2 separate regions of the Ovis aries genome follow, and region 2 is linked to region 1. Evidence: chromatin contacts called from public Hi-C data. All regions are on one chromosome and are shown on one strand. Each heading gives the region's core, a stretch centred on a gene start, on an enhancer-like site or on the middle of the called end of the contact. The rest is flanking DNA. Distances are from core to core; before and after follow the strand shown. Region 1 holds the start of PATL1 (PAT1 homolog 1, processing body mRNA decay factor). Region 2 holds the start of MRPL16 (mitochondrial ribosomal protein L16).

The links. A called contact is a pair of places that touch in the nucleus more often than the background predicts.
Region 2: a Hi-C map of liver shows a contact between it and region 1, with 2.1 times the contacts expected there. The contact joins the promoter of MRPL16 here to the promoter of PATL1 in region 1. A contact is called at or near these places in 2 of 16 Hi-C or Micro-C datasets (liver and tail adipose tissue).

What each region holds. Positions count from the first base shown.
Region 1 is chr15:81,433,264-81,436,041 of ARS-UI_Ramb_v3.0, reverse strand. It overlaps PATL1 (PAT1 homolog 1, processing body mRNA decay factor), which reads left to right and starts at 1,309. Exons shown (of 20, transcript XM_060400157.1): 1 at 1,309-1,442. The coding sequence starts at 1,428.
Region 2 is chr15:81,579,998-81,583,120 of ARS-UI_Ramb_v3.0, reverse strand. MRPL16 (mitochondrial ribosomal protein L16) reads left to right here and starts at 1,860. Exons shown (of 4, transcript XM_027979824.2): 1 at 1,860-1,999; 2 at 2,308-2,373. The coding sequence starts at 1,945.

The DNA of each region.
Region 1 (2,778 bases), core at 60-2,559:
CCAAAGGGAATAGCAGCCCACCGCAGTGGTCCTGTCTGGAGAATTCCAGGCACAGAGGAGGCTGACGGCTTACAGTCCATGGGGTCGCAAAGAACGACACAACTGAGCGATTAACAGTATCACTGTCTCACAAACCGCCATCATGAGTAGTAGTGGAATCATCGTGCCATGGAACCGCTACTCTGTGAGGCAGGTATCATTAAATCCACTTTACAGAGAAATTAAGCCTCAGACACGTTTAGGTAACTTGCTCCAAAGCTAATAGCCAGTGACAAAGCACTGCCTCCCACCCAGAACTTCCAGTTCCAAATTCACAATGTCCACTCCTCAGACTCTGATTAAACTGGTCAGACTAACACGCAAGGAATTCATGCCACTCCTAAGGCGAGGCTGCACTCAGACACCAGGAGAAAGGAGCTGCGAAACGCCCTCCTTCTTAGAATTAATTCTTCGTGGTGCGACGTTAATCCTCGAGGAGAGTCCTGAGGCCGAAAGGGCAGGGCGGGCCGCGCTAGCAGAGGTTAATCCCCCCACGGGCTCGCGGAAGCACGGCGCCCCGGGCGAACGCCGCCCCGGCCTTGATCCTCTCAGGAGCTGGTGTCACCAGCGGCGCACTCAGCCTCCAAGACCGCGCTGCCCCCGGACGGGCTGCCCTTCTCCGCTCTCCCACTCCGCGCGCCTGGGGCCTAAAAACACCTCTCGGGCGGAACCTCCCTAAACAAGTCTTCGGCCTTCTTTTTCTTTTTAACGCCCTCACCACTACAGAGACATAAATCACAGCCCCGAGCTGCTGTCGGCGCAGCGGGAGACGTGCCGCTGAAGGTGGCGACGAACGCCGCCCCTTCCGAAGGCCTGAACGTCCCGCCGCCCCTCCCCCGCATTCGGCGCAAACGGCCGGTCGCGAGGAACGCCGAGCACCCCAAGACGGTGCTGGACGCTGGAAAGACAGTCTAGGAATCTCCATTTCTTCCAGCCCAAGCTGACTCAAGCCTGGGACGCTTCAACGCCCTGTCCTGTGACAATCACAAGGCTTTTCTCCGCCCCGTCGGTGACGGAAAACTCGTGACTGGAACCTGAGCGCCGGGCGAGCGCAGAGCCACGGGGGGGCGGAGCTACAAGCCCAGACCGCGAGGAAGCCCCCGACGGGCGGCGCGTGCGCAGTCTCTCGCCGCGGGACCTCCTTCCCGCCGCTGAGACTAGGAAGCGGGACGCCAAATCTGTCCCCGCGCAGCCGCCGCCGCCGGGTGCCGAGCGGGGCGGCCGCCCTCGCCGAGGCGCGCCTGCGCACGTCCCCACGCACGCCCCGGCGTACGGCGGCGGCCAGGGGTCGCGAGCCGGTGGAGGACCCGCGCGCGGAGGAGCCCGGGGAGTCGGCGCCTCTTCCCTCCCTCTCCCATTCCCCTCCCCGCTCCCTCCCCCCCCCCAGAATGTTCCGCTACGAGGTGAGCCGCCGCGACCGGAAGTGACCCCTCCCTCGCTCCCGCGCGAGCCCCGCTCTCCTCCTGTCTCTCACGCGCGTCGGTCCCGCGCCTCGGGGGGGAGGGGGCGGCCGGGGGCACCCGCGGGACCCCGCGGAGGGCGTCGGTTCTGGGGTCGCGGGTTTCAGCCGCGAGTGGCGAGCCAGCTTCGCGGGGGGGGGCGGGACCGCCCTGTCGGTGGCCGGCGGAGAGAGCTGACCTCTGTGTCGGGCTGGGGCGGGCCCGTGAAGTGCCGTGAGCACACAGCCCCCCGCCCCCGCCTCGGAGGAGCGCCGAGTAGACAGCCGTGCCCCCGCAGCCGGGGATCCCTGTGGAGGAGTCACTCGGGAAAGGCCAGAGACGCGTTTCCCGCCCTGGACACGGAAGCGTCTCCCCCTCACAAACGGGCGATCGTCGGGCCCCGGGGGCCCGGACTTGCCTTCTGACCGGGGCCGAGGACTGCTTACTGAAGAGGACTGGCGGTTGGGGAGGGGCGTGTCCCGCAGGAGTTCCTTGGGGGCGAGCGGACGGAGACGTGGGCTGGGGGAAGGTCCCGGGAATGCAGGACCCGTCGAGAGGCTTGGCGCTGTCGCTAACTCGCCGTGTGACCTCTAGCGACTCCTGATCCCTTGGACTGTTTCTGGGACTTGTAGAACGGACAGGGTTGGCCTAGGTGATCCCTAAGAGTCTCTCCAATTTGAGAAGCAGTGATTTGGTTCAGTAGACTTTCGCGATTTGCGAGTGCTTCGAGAAGTTGCCTCTGATGTGGAGGCTGTCGCCTGCTTGTTTCGTGTTGAGTTTGGGAGGACTTAAGATGGGTAGACTGGCCCCTGAAGCTAACTTTTCGTTTGGGAACAGCCTCGCTGAGAGGTGGTCAGTCAAGGTATATCAGAAATGTGCCTGCAGAGAGCGCGTGGATTTCCGACCCTGAGTCTTTGGAAACTGTGGACACATAGACCTTCTATTTGATAGGAATGGCTCAAGATCAAACTGGCTTTATGTAAATATGGAGAGAAGCGATGAGATGCAGTGGCAAAGTTCCCAAGAAAACTTGGGAAATTAATCAGTTGAAAAGTGAAATGAAGGGGGAGGGAAGGGAGTGTTTAGAACACACCTAGGTTGTTATGTTGATATCTAGCATTGTCTAGCAATATCCAGTGTTTGTCTAAAACTTTGCCTCCTTTGAGCCTCACAACACCTCTGAAGGAGATGGTATTGTCCCTGCATTACCACTTAAAGAGATTGTGGTTTAAAGTCTAACACAGCGTGAGACACAATAGGTGCTCAGGAGGTTTTGAATGAATTAATCAGAAGGGGTGTG
Region 2 (3,123 bases), core at 611-3,110, 150 kb before region 1:
TGATGCTAAAGCTGAAGCTCCAGTACTTTGGCCACCTCATGCAAAGAGTTGACTCATTGGAAAAGACTCTGATGCTGGGAGGGATTGGGGGCAGGAGGAGAAGGGGACGACCGAGGATGAGATGGCTGGATGGAATCACCGACCTGATGGACGTGAGTCTGAGTGAACTCTGGGAGTTGGTGATGGACAGGGAGGCCTGGCGTGCTGCAATTCACGGGGTCACAAAGAGTCGGACCCGACTGAGCGACTGAACTGAACTGAACTCAACTGAATAAGTAGTAACCAGATATTTACATGTTTAACGAAGGTCTGAGGAAAGTCTTAAAACCAGCTTTTTGGAGATGCTAGCAAACATTCCAATAAAACTCAGTCTGTCAAGATTCCCTATTTTGCACCATATTAGCTGTATAGCAATTCATGTAATCCCTGAACTTCATTTTCCTACAAAAAACTAGCCCTGCACTATCAGAAGAGAAGTGTAAATAAACAGCTGTGAAAAATTTAAGGGGAAAAATCATTTTCTGTGATCCGGGAAGACCTCAGGTCCATCCTTCCATCTTTCACACCCTTTATTTATTCTTCTCATATCTCAGTGTTAGCTGTTTGTATTCCCATCATATCCTCTCTACATAAATTCATAAAGATAGGACCACTAGATTTTCATATTTGTAGCCTCCATTGTACTTAACTCTTATAAAGAAAAAAATAGACATTACAGTTACTACTTAAATGCAGAAATTTGAGTTAATGTATAGTTCTTTTAAAATAAGTAATGAGGTAGACGTTTCAGGGTACCGAAAGACTTAAGAGTCCAATCAAGGAGTGTCTGTACTGCGGGCTTATTCTCCACCCCAAACAATGTTATCCAGCGCTCCGCTTGCGACTTTTAAATGCCTGAGCACGTGGGAATCGCCCACTTTTTGTAGAGAGGCAAGGAGAGCACAGAAGAGCTGCCCAAAATCTGGCCCAGGCCGGGCAGGTGGGGGTGGGGGGCAGTTTAACCCTTTCAGAGCCGTTCTTGGCACAGATATGAGTGGCTGCAATAAAACCCACTAACTCATCTGATACAGATTCAACGTGCAGTCGAGAAGTACATAAAACTGTGGGCAGGGAGGGTTCTCCCAACAGCTGTGCGAGATTACAGGTTTTATTGTTGCCATTTACGAAATTAATCCTTGGAGAAAGACCACGCGCGGATTTAGCAGGACTTAAGTACATTAGATATCAGCCTCGACTGGTAATCCCATTTTCCGTCTGGAAGCTTGGGGAAAGAGCCTCTTTCTAAATATGAAAAAGCTTCGGGCCCATAAAGATGACTTGCCCAATCTTCTCCCAGAATAATCGCACCGTTTTTCATTTTAACTGGATACCAGGTTTTGACATTGGGCGTTCACTTCGTTTCGGAATCGCAGACTGAGCTCAAAATCGGGTTGCACCACTTTCCCGGTGTGGGACTTGGGCAAAGTTAAACCTCTGGCCTTGGAGATGGAATCTGCGAAGTGGGTGTAAGGACGCGCTTGTTGCAGAGATTTGTTGAGGACTCAACGCCAGGACGAGGCGCAGTCAGGGCAGCGCCCGGGAAACGTTAAGGTAATCGTGCGTCCGTCGCTTTCTCCCACGTCCCGGGAGGGAGGAGGCACGAGAGGCGGTGGGTTGCAGTGAACCGCACGGCAGCACCTCACCACGCGCGCCCGGCCCGCTCCGCGCGGTCCCCGGCGGAGACAGCGCCCGTCCCCGCCGGACCCATCTCGGGACGGACCGCCAGCCCGTGCGGGCGCCAGGCCGGAACCCAGGTCCCGAGCCTCCGGTTTCCTCCGCTTCCACCCGGGACTCTCTGCGGCCTGGACCGGCGCGAACGCAACTTCCGGCCCGACGGAGTCACGGCTGGAACGGCTTGGGACGAGGCTCCCGGGCGTCGCCTTCGGCGGCCCCGCGCGCGGGACCATGTGGCGGCTGCTGAGTGGCGCCCGCGCCCCCCTCCTGCGAGCGACCCTGTCAGGTCAGCTGTCCCCTGTCCCCCAGGCTTCACTCCCACGCCCCGTCGGGCGCTCGCATCGCCGGAGGCCCTCGCGAGTGCTGAAGCGCGGGCGGGCCTGCAGCGCCCTCCGCCCCTCACGCGGAGAGACTCGTGCAGAACCGTCCGCGCGACGGGGGGTCGCCGCCGAGTCCCCGACCGGTCCCTCTCGGGGGCCGAGAGCCTCGGGTCTCCCAGAGTGGAGCCCGCGGCCCACTCAGGAGCGTCAGGCACAGAGCGCGTCAGGCCCTGGCCCTGTCGCCTTCGGGGTTTAATCTGACCTTTCTTTGTAGATTCGTGGGCAGCGCCGCCCGCCCGTGCCGGCCTGAAGACGCTGCTCCCGGTGCCAACGTTTGAAGGTGAGAGCTTATCTGTCTTCTGGTTTATAAGCCTTTTCTGTGATGGAACCTAGCGGGGGGTGGGTGAAGAGCAGGCGTTTTTTTGTGCCCCTATTCCCATTCATCCATTCAGTAGTCGTGTATTGAAGGCACTCTACGCCAGGCAGTGTTCTAAATGCTAAAATCATCAGTGGATTACCTCCCCTATGCCCTGCAACTGGTGCGAGACCCGCAGCCCCCTTCTCAGCTGCAGCTAATCGGCCTCCAATTTAGACTTCTGGTGTTTGCTCCAGATGAGGTCACGTAAGTGCATGTACCTACTGTGTGAAAAGCATTAGTTTATTAATATAAACAGCAAGGTAAGCCACAATTTGATAAATCTTACACTTTTGAAAATATATTGGAAATCTCAAAAATATGAAAGATGCCTGGACTTCTGAAGCTGCCTCATCTTGTACAAATAGCTGTGAAACTACTACACCCACGGGAGTGCATACAGCCGTGGAGACGGGAGAAAATGTTACTAGGTTTCTCTGTTGTGTGCTTGTGGTGTCTGACTCTTTTGCAACCCCTTGGACTATAGCCTGCCAGGCTCCTCTGACAGTGGGATTTTCCAGGCAAGAATACTGGAGTGGGTTGCCCTTTCCTTCCCCAGGGGATCTTCTTGACCCAGGAATCAAACACACATCTGCATTGGCAGGCAGATTCTTTACTGCTGAACTGCCAGGGAAGCCCAAGACACATAGAAATGGCAGGGGGAAGTTTTTGTAG